Regions from separate parts of the Zea mays genome. Here region 1 is linked to region 2. Evidence: chromatin contacts called from public Hi-C data. All regions are on one chromosome and are shown on one strand. Each heading gives the region's core, a stretch centred on a gene start, on an enhancer-like site or on the middle of the called end of the contact. The rest is flanking DNA. Distances are from core to core; before and after follow the strand shown.

The links. A called contact is a pair of places that touch in the nucleus more often than the background predicts.
Region 1: a Hi-C map of tassel shows a contact between it and region 2, with 4 times the contacts expected there. The contact joins the enhancer-like site here to the promoter of LOC100274430 in region 2. A contact is called at or near these places in 2 of 25 Hi-C or Micro-C datasets (ear and tassel).

The regions. Positions count from the first base shown.
Region 1 is chr4:222,766,324-222,770,294 of Zm-B73-REFERENCE-NAM-5.0, reverse strand. No RefSeq gene overlaps it. Among protein-coding and RNA genes, the nearest start is that of LOC103655927, 32 kb to the left of the region's middle. Within about 2 kb of position 1,949, at least 17 of the 20 cell types and tissues checked have an H3K27ac peak or open chromatin away from gene starts, as enhancers often do. A contact at or near this core is called in ear and tassel, where this site is marked.
Region 2 is chr4:222,597,356-222,601,251 of Zm-B73-REFERENCE-NAM-5.0, reverse strand. LOC100274430 (putative cytochrome P450 superfamily protein) reads left to right here and starts at 1,641. Exons shown (of 2, transcript NM_001148789.1): 1 at 1,641-2,707; 2 at 2,824-3,896. The coding sequence starts at 1,709. The coding sequence ends at 3,456.

The DNA.
Region 1 (3,971 bases), core at 700-3,199, 170 kb before region 2:
GGACACAACCCACACATACTTCGCCAGCGCTGCCATAGCATTCGGTGTCAATTGATGAATTTGCACCTACAACCTCCGTAACACCTCAACTACGAATCGATGTGTTGGCAAGCGAAGACTAGCAGCAAAGAAAGCCTCAACACACAACCAACTCCCCCTCTGGCTCAGGGACATCTTCAGCCCTGGAGCCCGCCCAACTCCGCTTCCAAAGTAACCCAGCCGCTGCATCTCCAGCACGCGGCTCGAGTAAATCCTTGAGGTCCCGAATTCAACCGTATGACTAGGCTGCAAGTCCACCGCTGCAGAATCGCTAATCATCTTCTCAGACGACGGCATGGAGGCAACGCGCTCGCAGCGGACGATGACGAGGAAGAGGATGACATGGTCACGTACCATCAACGGCGAGGCGGCCTGCTTGATGCGGGCTAGATTTCTGGCAGAGCGGGAGCAGAGAGGGCAAGCAAGCAAATGAAAGAGCGAGGGTTTCGGCAGCGCGCGCTCGAGCAGGTGAAAAGCCGCAACCCAGGCTCGACTTTTTATAGGCCAGGAGCCACGCCTCGGGATCTCAAAAGTCCCACGGTAACACGTCTCATCAACGGTCACATTTCAAAAACCCCGCGGGACCACTTCGAGCGAGGGCAGCATTTTCACCATCTTACGACAGACTTCGGCACCAGATGACTTAGTCAAACTGGCCCCTCGGAGGGCAAATGTTGGGGCGAAGGTGTAACGCCCCCCTCGCTCGAGAAGCTAGTGCTAGAGGATTCAAGACTGGAGACCTCGAAGGCCTGAAGATTGAGCCACACTAAGAAGTGCATAGGGAGAACGCGCGTGCGAAGACTCAGGTGCTACCTTCGCTCGGACAGGCCAGGGCAAAGACCATCTTGGACTCCGGAGACTAAACAATGAGGACTGCGAAGACCGCATTGTAATCTACCACAGTGTAATAGGGGGCCCGTGTATAGTCGGCACATGTTACAGGATCCTGACCATAGGCCGCTACGCATGCAGGGCTGGTAATAGGTCAACCCATGTTTGTAATTGATTACGCTATATGACCCGCCATAACCCTCCAAGGGGGAATATTCCGAGGATAATGTAGGTAAGTGTGGGTGTAATCGTCTTTGGCGGGGCAGGGCCGACCCTCGGTTACATATAAATACCCCCGTACTGTACCATTGCGGGGACGGAGAAAAACATTGTTGTCCTAATACATTGCATTTACTTGCATCAAACCATTTCCCATTCTCCCACTGTTTTAGCTTGGCTGACCACGAGTTAGCAAGTTCCAACAGAGCCACAACCATTTTCTTCCGACGAGGAAGCCTAAAGTATCAAAACTCTTGCATATCTAGGGGTGGTAATAGATCACGATCTAAAGACGTGTTTGGTTCTGTATCTAAAGTGCCAAAAATTGCCACACATTTTTATGTCACATAGTCAAAGGTGCCTAACCTTAGATGTGGTAAATTGTGGCTAGTGAGGCAGCAAACCAAACAATCGTAAATGTTTATTCGTGATTCATTTGGGCTATTAATGAATTTTAGTTTAAAAATGAATAGAAATAAAGCTCAATTCTAATATAATCCGATCCTTTTCGTAGTATAAAATTTAAAGGCCATTACAATCCCAATACATATCACATGTAGAAATACAGTTCTTAACTCGGGTTAACCTTGTTTGGAAACAGGCCCGATCGATTTAATAAATTAGATATCGTATGTATGCATCTTTATGGTCTACTAGGTCAAGAGCTACTTTGTTTCGTGGAAGTCTCCAAATCCTGTTTTTCCAGCACACCCAAGGGCGGAGGCGGCCATATTTTGAGTAGGCCCTGGGAGTCCACTGGGCCTAAAATTATGGGCTTTATTTGCTATAAAACCGCTAGGTGGGTCCTTGCATCCTACCCGTTTTTGCTTGCTGGAGGTCCAGGTAGCCTCGATGAGATGGGTACTGTAGTGCCATCTGTTTGGTGGTGCGGTAGTAGCAGGTCTACCGCCAGTCTGTTGTGCTGGCATCTAGAATCTAGAATTTATCATCGTACAGATCGAGTGGATGGCGGCGAGTGGGCAGAAACAGGCAGCGCCCACGGTTTTTGCACTGGTGGGACGACGACATACAGAGACACGCGTAGCGACCTTACGCTCTCGTCGGTTTTCATCGTATCGATCATCATTCACAAAAGAGCAGCCAGTGCAACGACGATCCAGATGCACCAGGGACGGAACAACTTTAATTCTCTTTAGCTTCAAGGACCACCATTATATATGTTTTCATGTAGTATTCTCGTACGTGCGGTACAAGCACCACACACACACACTGGAGATAAGGCCTGGCCTGGCCAGGCCAGCTAGCAACGGATGCAGACAACTTTATTTGTATGCAATGCGAGTACAGTATGTCCGTTTATTAGCCTCACGTGGAACCTTCTCTAGTTCTTTAGCAGCAATATTCAATGGCTGGCATGGAGTGCGGATCCAGGATTCGATCACGTCCCGGATCGATCTGTTACATCTTTCAATATATTTTGGTCTAAAAACAATAAATATAAATAAAGATATATAGATCATGTCACCGTTCCACGGACTCGGTGGCCTGAGCTTGTGGGCTTGTATCTACCCCTAGGCTTGTGGGCTTGTATGTGTACCCCTAGCTGACATGCATATATGCAACTATATATAATTCACGTTAAAAACATCTTCCTCAGACAAAATTTGTTGCATTAATAATAATCTAATCGAACTTTTCTATTTATACAGATGGAAAACTTAGAGTGTTAAACATAATATATCTTTTTTTTCTTTAGATGAAAGGTTGAAGAAATAGTATAGTGATTGTAATCAACATGAACTTTTGTATTAATCACAGCCTTCCGATAGAGGTAGCATGCTAGTATATTTTCATATGGTAATCAAAGCCGCATCTTCACTACCGGAATCGCGTTCTTTGCCGAGTGTCTAAGACACTCGGCAAAGGCTATTTTACACTCGGCAAAGGCTTTGCCGAGTGTAACACTCGGCAAAGAACACTCGGCAAAGATTTCATCGGCAAAAGGTTCTTTGCCGAGTGCTTTTTTCGGACACTCGGCAAAGACTTTGCCGAGTGTCAAAAAGCACTCGGCAAAGAAAAACACTCGGCAAATTAAGAATCGAAAAAATTTAAAAAAAACAGTAAAACATTTTTTAAATTCTAGGAACAACTCTCCAACCCTCCCCTATTACCTTACCCGTTGCCCTATCATTTTTCACTATTATTTTGAATCAAACTTATATGTTTTGTAACTGGTGAGATTCGAACTCGCAACCTCTCTCTCGCGCATACCATCCTATACCACTACACTACTACACCAATTATGTTTATATTACGTTTATAACAAATCGAGAGTAATTTGATTTTTTAAGGCACTAATTGAGTTCATTTAAAAATGTGACCAACTATAAAGTTGCATAACTTTTTGAGATCTAAAAGTTTATTTTAATAGTTTCTACATCCGAGACCGTTTATAAAATTTGAATTTTAAATTTAAAAACGTCACACGAAATTTTCAATGATAAGATGATTTTAAATCAAAAAATTGTCAACTACAAAGTTTCATTACATTTCAAGACCTACAACTTTTATTTTGGTGGTTTTTCCATCCGAGACAGTTTGAAAAATTCAAATTTCAAAATTCAAACATAGTTTTGCATAACAAGATGATTTCAAACTAAAACATTGTCAACTACAAAGTTTCATAACTCTTCAATACCTACAACTTTCATGTTGGTGGTTTTTCCTTTCGAAGTCGTTTTCAAAATTCAAATTTTAAATTTTCTAAATTCAGACGTAGTTTTCGTTGACAATATGACTTCAAATGAAAAAGTTGTCAACTATAAACTTCTATAACTTCTCAAGATCTACAAAGTTTATTTTGGTTGTTTGGTAATTTGTTTATCTCAAATGATGGTTCTAATAATATGCACAAATTCTAT
Region 2 (3,896 bases), core at 392-2,891:
GCATTTTTATGAATTTGTTCATTTATAAGCACAGGATTATCAGTACTATCAAAATGCATCTCATTCTCAACAATTTTCCAAATGCTAGGATAGAGGGAGAATAAATGACTACGCATTTTATGACTCCAAAAAGAATAGTCCTCTCCATCAAAGTGTGGGGTTTTCCTAGGGGAATTGATAGTAGATGCGCATTTGAATTATAAGGAATGCGAGAATAGTCAAAAGAGTAGTTTTGATTAACCGTCTTTCTTTTGGATGAGTCGTCGTCGTCGTCATCATCCCTTGGTGAAGAAGAGAAAACGTCGCTTTCATAGTATATGATCTTCTTGATGCGCCTCTTTTTCTTCCCATCCCTCTTCTTGTGACTCGAGCCTGAGTCAGTAGGCTTGTCGTCTCTTGGTTCGTTGAAGAGGGACTCCTTGTCGTTGACCACCATCCCCTTACCCTTAGGATCTATCTCTTCGGGCGGTTAGTCCCTTAGATGAAGAGTTTGACTCTGGTACCAATTGAGAGCACCTAGAGGGGGGTGAATAGGTGATCCTGTAAAATCAAACACTAAATAGCCACAAACTTGATTATAAAAATGTTAGTGCGAGTTAACCAAGTTACTATGAAACGAGCTCTTGTGAATAAATACTGTGAGCTCTTACCGAACCACCCGGACCAGCATACATACATACATACATACATACATACATACATACATACATACATACATACATACATACATACGTACGTACGTACATACGTACGTACATACAGCTAAACTATCTACAATCAAGTTTAAATTTAAGAAATATGGTATATGTATTTGTGTGGGTAGGTATTCAACTGCATATACCCGTGTGCACGGGTACAACAGGATCAGGTGCTCCTGGCCCTTCGTCGTCTACCTACTTTCTTTACCAACAGAAGAACCACGCTAAAGGCACGACGGTCATGTGCGGGCGACACCGACTTAGGCCCTGCCAGAGCTCGCAGGCTCCACGCGTCTCTCTGTGCCATCCTACATGTTGTGCACCCCTTGCTAGATGGCCATCGCACCACCCCAAGCACCACTGTGGCCCGGTAGAAATATCGTCGACGTGTTTCACGTCGTCGTCGTCGTCAGTCTAGTGCCACTGTTGCTAGCCCGTATTTAGTGAGGGTTCCCTATCTAGTTTCCAGCATATCTATATCTTGTAAAACTCTCTTCGAATATATAAAAAATATCATATCTCTTTGATCAATATATATTTTTTTATAGTTTATTTTATATTAAGGGCTAGCTTGAGAACTATATTTTACCAAGGGATTCATATTTTCTAAGGGAAAATGAACTAAATTCTCCTGGGAAAATAAAAATCCCGCGGTAAAAAGTTGTTTTCAAACTGGCCCTAAGAGTGGTCTTAAAACATTAGTATAGTAGCTTGCTCCCGCCATTATTGCCTTGCCTTAAAAGAAATCCTCCCCTGTTTGTGTGTTTATGGTCAGTTAACTACTTTTAGCAGCTATAAGCACACACCGCGTCAACGTCTGCGCTCTGCCGCAGCTATAAATTCAAGGGGCCGCCATTTCCAGTCCTCCGAAGACTTGAACAAGGCGGCCTCCGGTCTTCCCACTTCCACACGAGAAGGAAACGACCACCTCCTTTCCTGTGTCCCGAATCGGGAGTAGTAGTAGTAGTGCATCCAATCGACACACACACAAAAAAAAAGGTTAGTTAGCCATGGCGCCGCCAACAGAGGACTGCGGCTGGCTGCTGTACCTTTCCCTGGCCGCCAAATGCGGCGACCCTCAGCGCCTGCTCGGCTTCGCCGCGGTCTTCGTCGCGGCCTGCGTAGTCACGTCGCTCCTGCACTGGGCGTCCCCGGGCGGCCCCGCCTGGGGGTGGTACTGGTGGACCAGGCGGGCCGGGCTGGGCATCGTCCGTGCCGCCATCCCGGGACCCCGGGGCCTGCCGGTGGTCGGCAGCATGGGCCTGATGACCGGCCTGGCGCACCGCAAGCTCTCGGCGGCGGCCGAGAGACAGGCCAGCAGGCGCCGCCTCATGGCGTTCTCGCTTGGCGAGACCCGGGTGGTGGTCACCGCCGACCCCGACGTCGCGCGGGAGCTGCTCGCCAGCGCCGCCTTCGCCGACCGCCCCGTCAAGGAGTCCGCGTACGGGCTCCTGTTCCACCGCGCCATCGGCTTTGCCCCGCACGGCGCCTACTGGCGCGCGCTCCGGCGCGTCGCGTCCGCGCACCTCTTCTCGCCGCGCCAGATCGCGGCCTCCGCGGCGCAGCGCGCGGCCATCGCGCGCCAGATGGTGGACGCCACGACGACCGCCGCGGCCCACGCCCCCGTCGTCGTGGCGCGCCGGTTCCTGAAGCGCGCGTCGCTGCACAACGTCATGTGGTCGGTGTTCGGCCGCAGGTACGACCTGATGGCGGACAGCCGGGAGGCCGAGGAGCTCAAGGCCCTGGTAGACGAAGGCTACGACCTGCTTGGGCAGCTCAACTGGTCCGACCACCTCCCGTGGCTCGCCCGCTTCGACCTGCAGAAGACCCGGGCCAGGTGCTGCGCGCTCGTCCCGCGGGTGAACCGCTTCGTTGGCAACATCATCGGCGAGCACCGTGCCCGCCTCGGCCGCGGCGTCGACACCGCCGTCATGGACTTCACGGACGTCCTGCTCTCCCTCCAGGGCGACGACAAGCTCTCCGACGCCGACATGATCGCCGTTCTGTGGGTACGTATGCACGTTGCACCCACCCTGCTCGCTCTTCAACTATCAGCAGGGAAAAGAAAAGAAAGAAAGACCGATAAGGCGAACGCGCCTTTAACTTGTGATCGCACACCTCGCAGGAGATGATCTTCCGAGGCACGGACACGGTGGCAGTCCTGATCGAGTGGGTGCTGGCCCGTCTGGTGCTGCACCAGGACGTGCAGAGCAAGGTCCAGGAGGAGCTGGACCGGGTGGTCGGGCTGGGCCAGGCCGTGACGGAGTCGGACACGGCCTCGCTGCCCTACCTCCAGGCGGTCATCAAGGAAGTGCTACGCCTGCACCCGCCAGGCCCACTGCTCTCCTGGGCGCGCCTCGCCACCTCAGACGTGCACGTAGGCGGGTACCTTGTGCCCGCGGGCACCACCGCCATGGTGAACATGTGGGCCATAACCCATGACCCCAGCCTGTGGCCTGAGCCAATGGAGTTCAGGCCCGAGAGGTTCATGGGCCCTGCCGCCGAGGACGTCCCGATAATGGGTTCGGATCTCCGGCTCGCGCCTTTCGGGTCCGGCAGGCGGAGCTGCCCCGGCAAGTCACTCGCGGTGGCTACCGTCGGATTCTGGGTCGCCACCCTGCTGTACGAGTTCAAATGGCTGCCGCCGTCCGACGAGCCACGCGGCGGCGGCGTCGACCTATCCGAAGTGCTGAGGCTGTCGTGTGAGATGGCTGCACCGCTGGAGGCGAGGGTGGTGCCACGTCACGCGGTGTGCTGAGGGGGCTGAGACACGTGGCCTGCAGGGGTGGGGATCAGAGGAGGAAAGCTCGACCGATCGTCTTCTAGCTTCTACTACTACGTAATACCTTACCTTGTAGCAGAACGTAACGTGGTCGATATGAGATGTGTAAAGAAAGAAAAAAAAAGAACGCCCAGTTGCACCATGCATGCTAGCTGCTGGTGTGGAGTCAGTACGTAGTAGCAGCACCCGGTTTGATCGATGCTTATGTGTGTAATGTAATACCTACCTGCAGTTGCAAGTAAATGTGTGCCTGTTATTAGTCTAGCTAGGTAGTGTAGTGTAGTGTACCGGATGGTGAGCGAGCGTGACAGTTACCTTTCCTTTTCAGTACTGCCTAGCTAGCTAGACCTAGATGTATTATTATATATTGTGTACTCCCTTCTTACGTACGTGCGTTCCATAATAAATGTATTCTG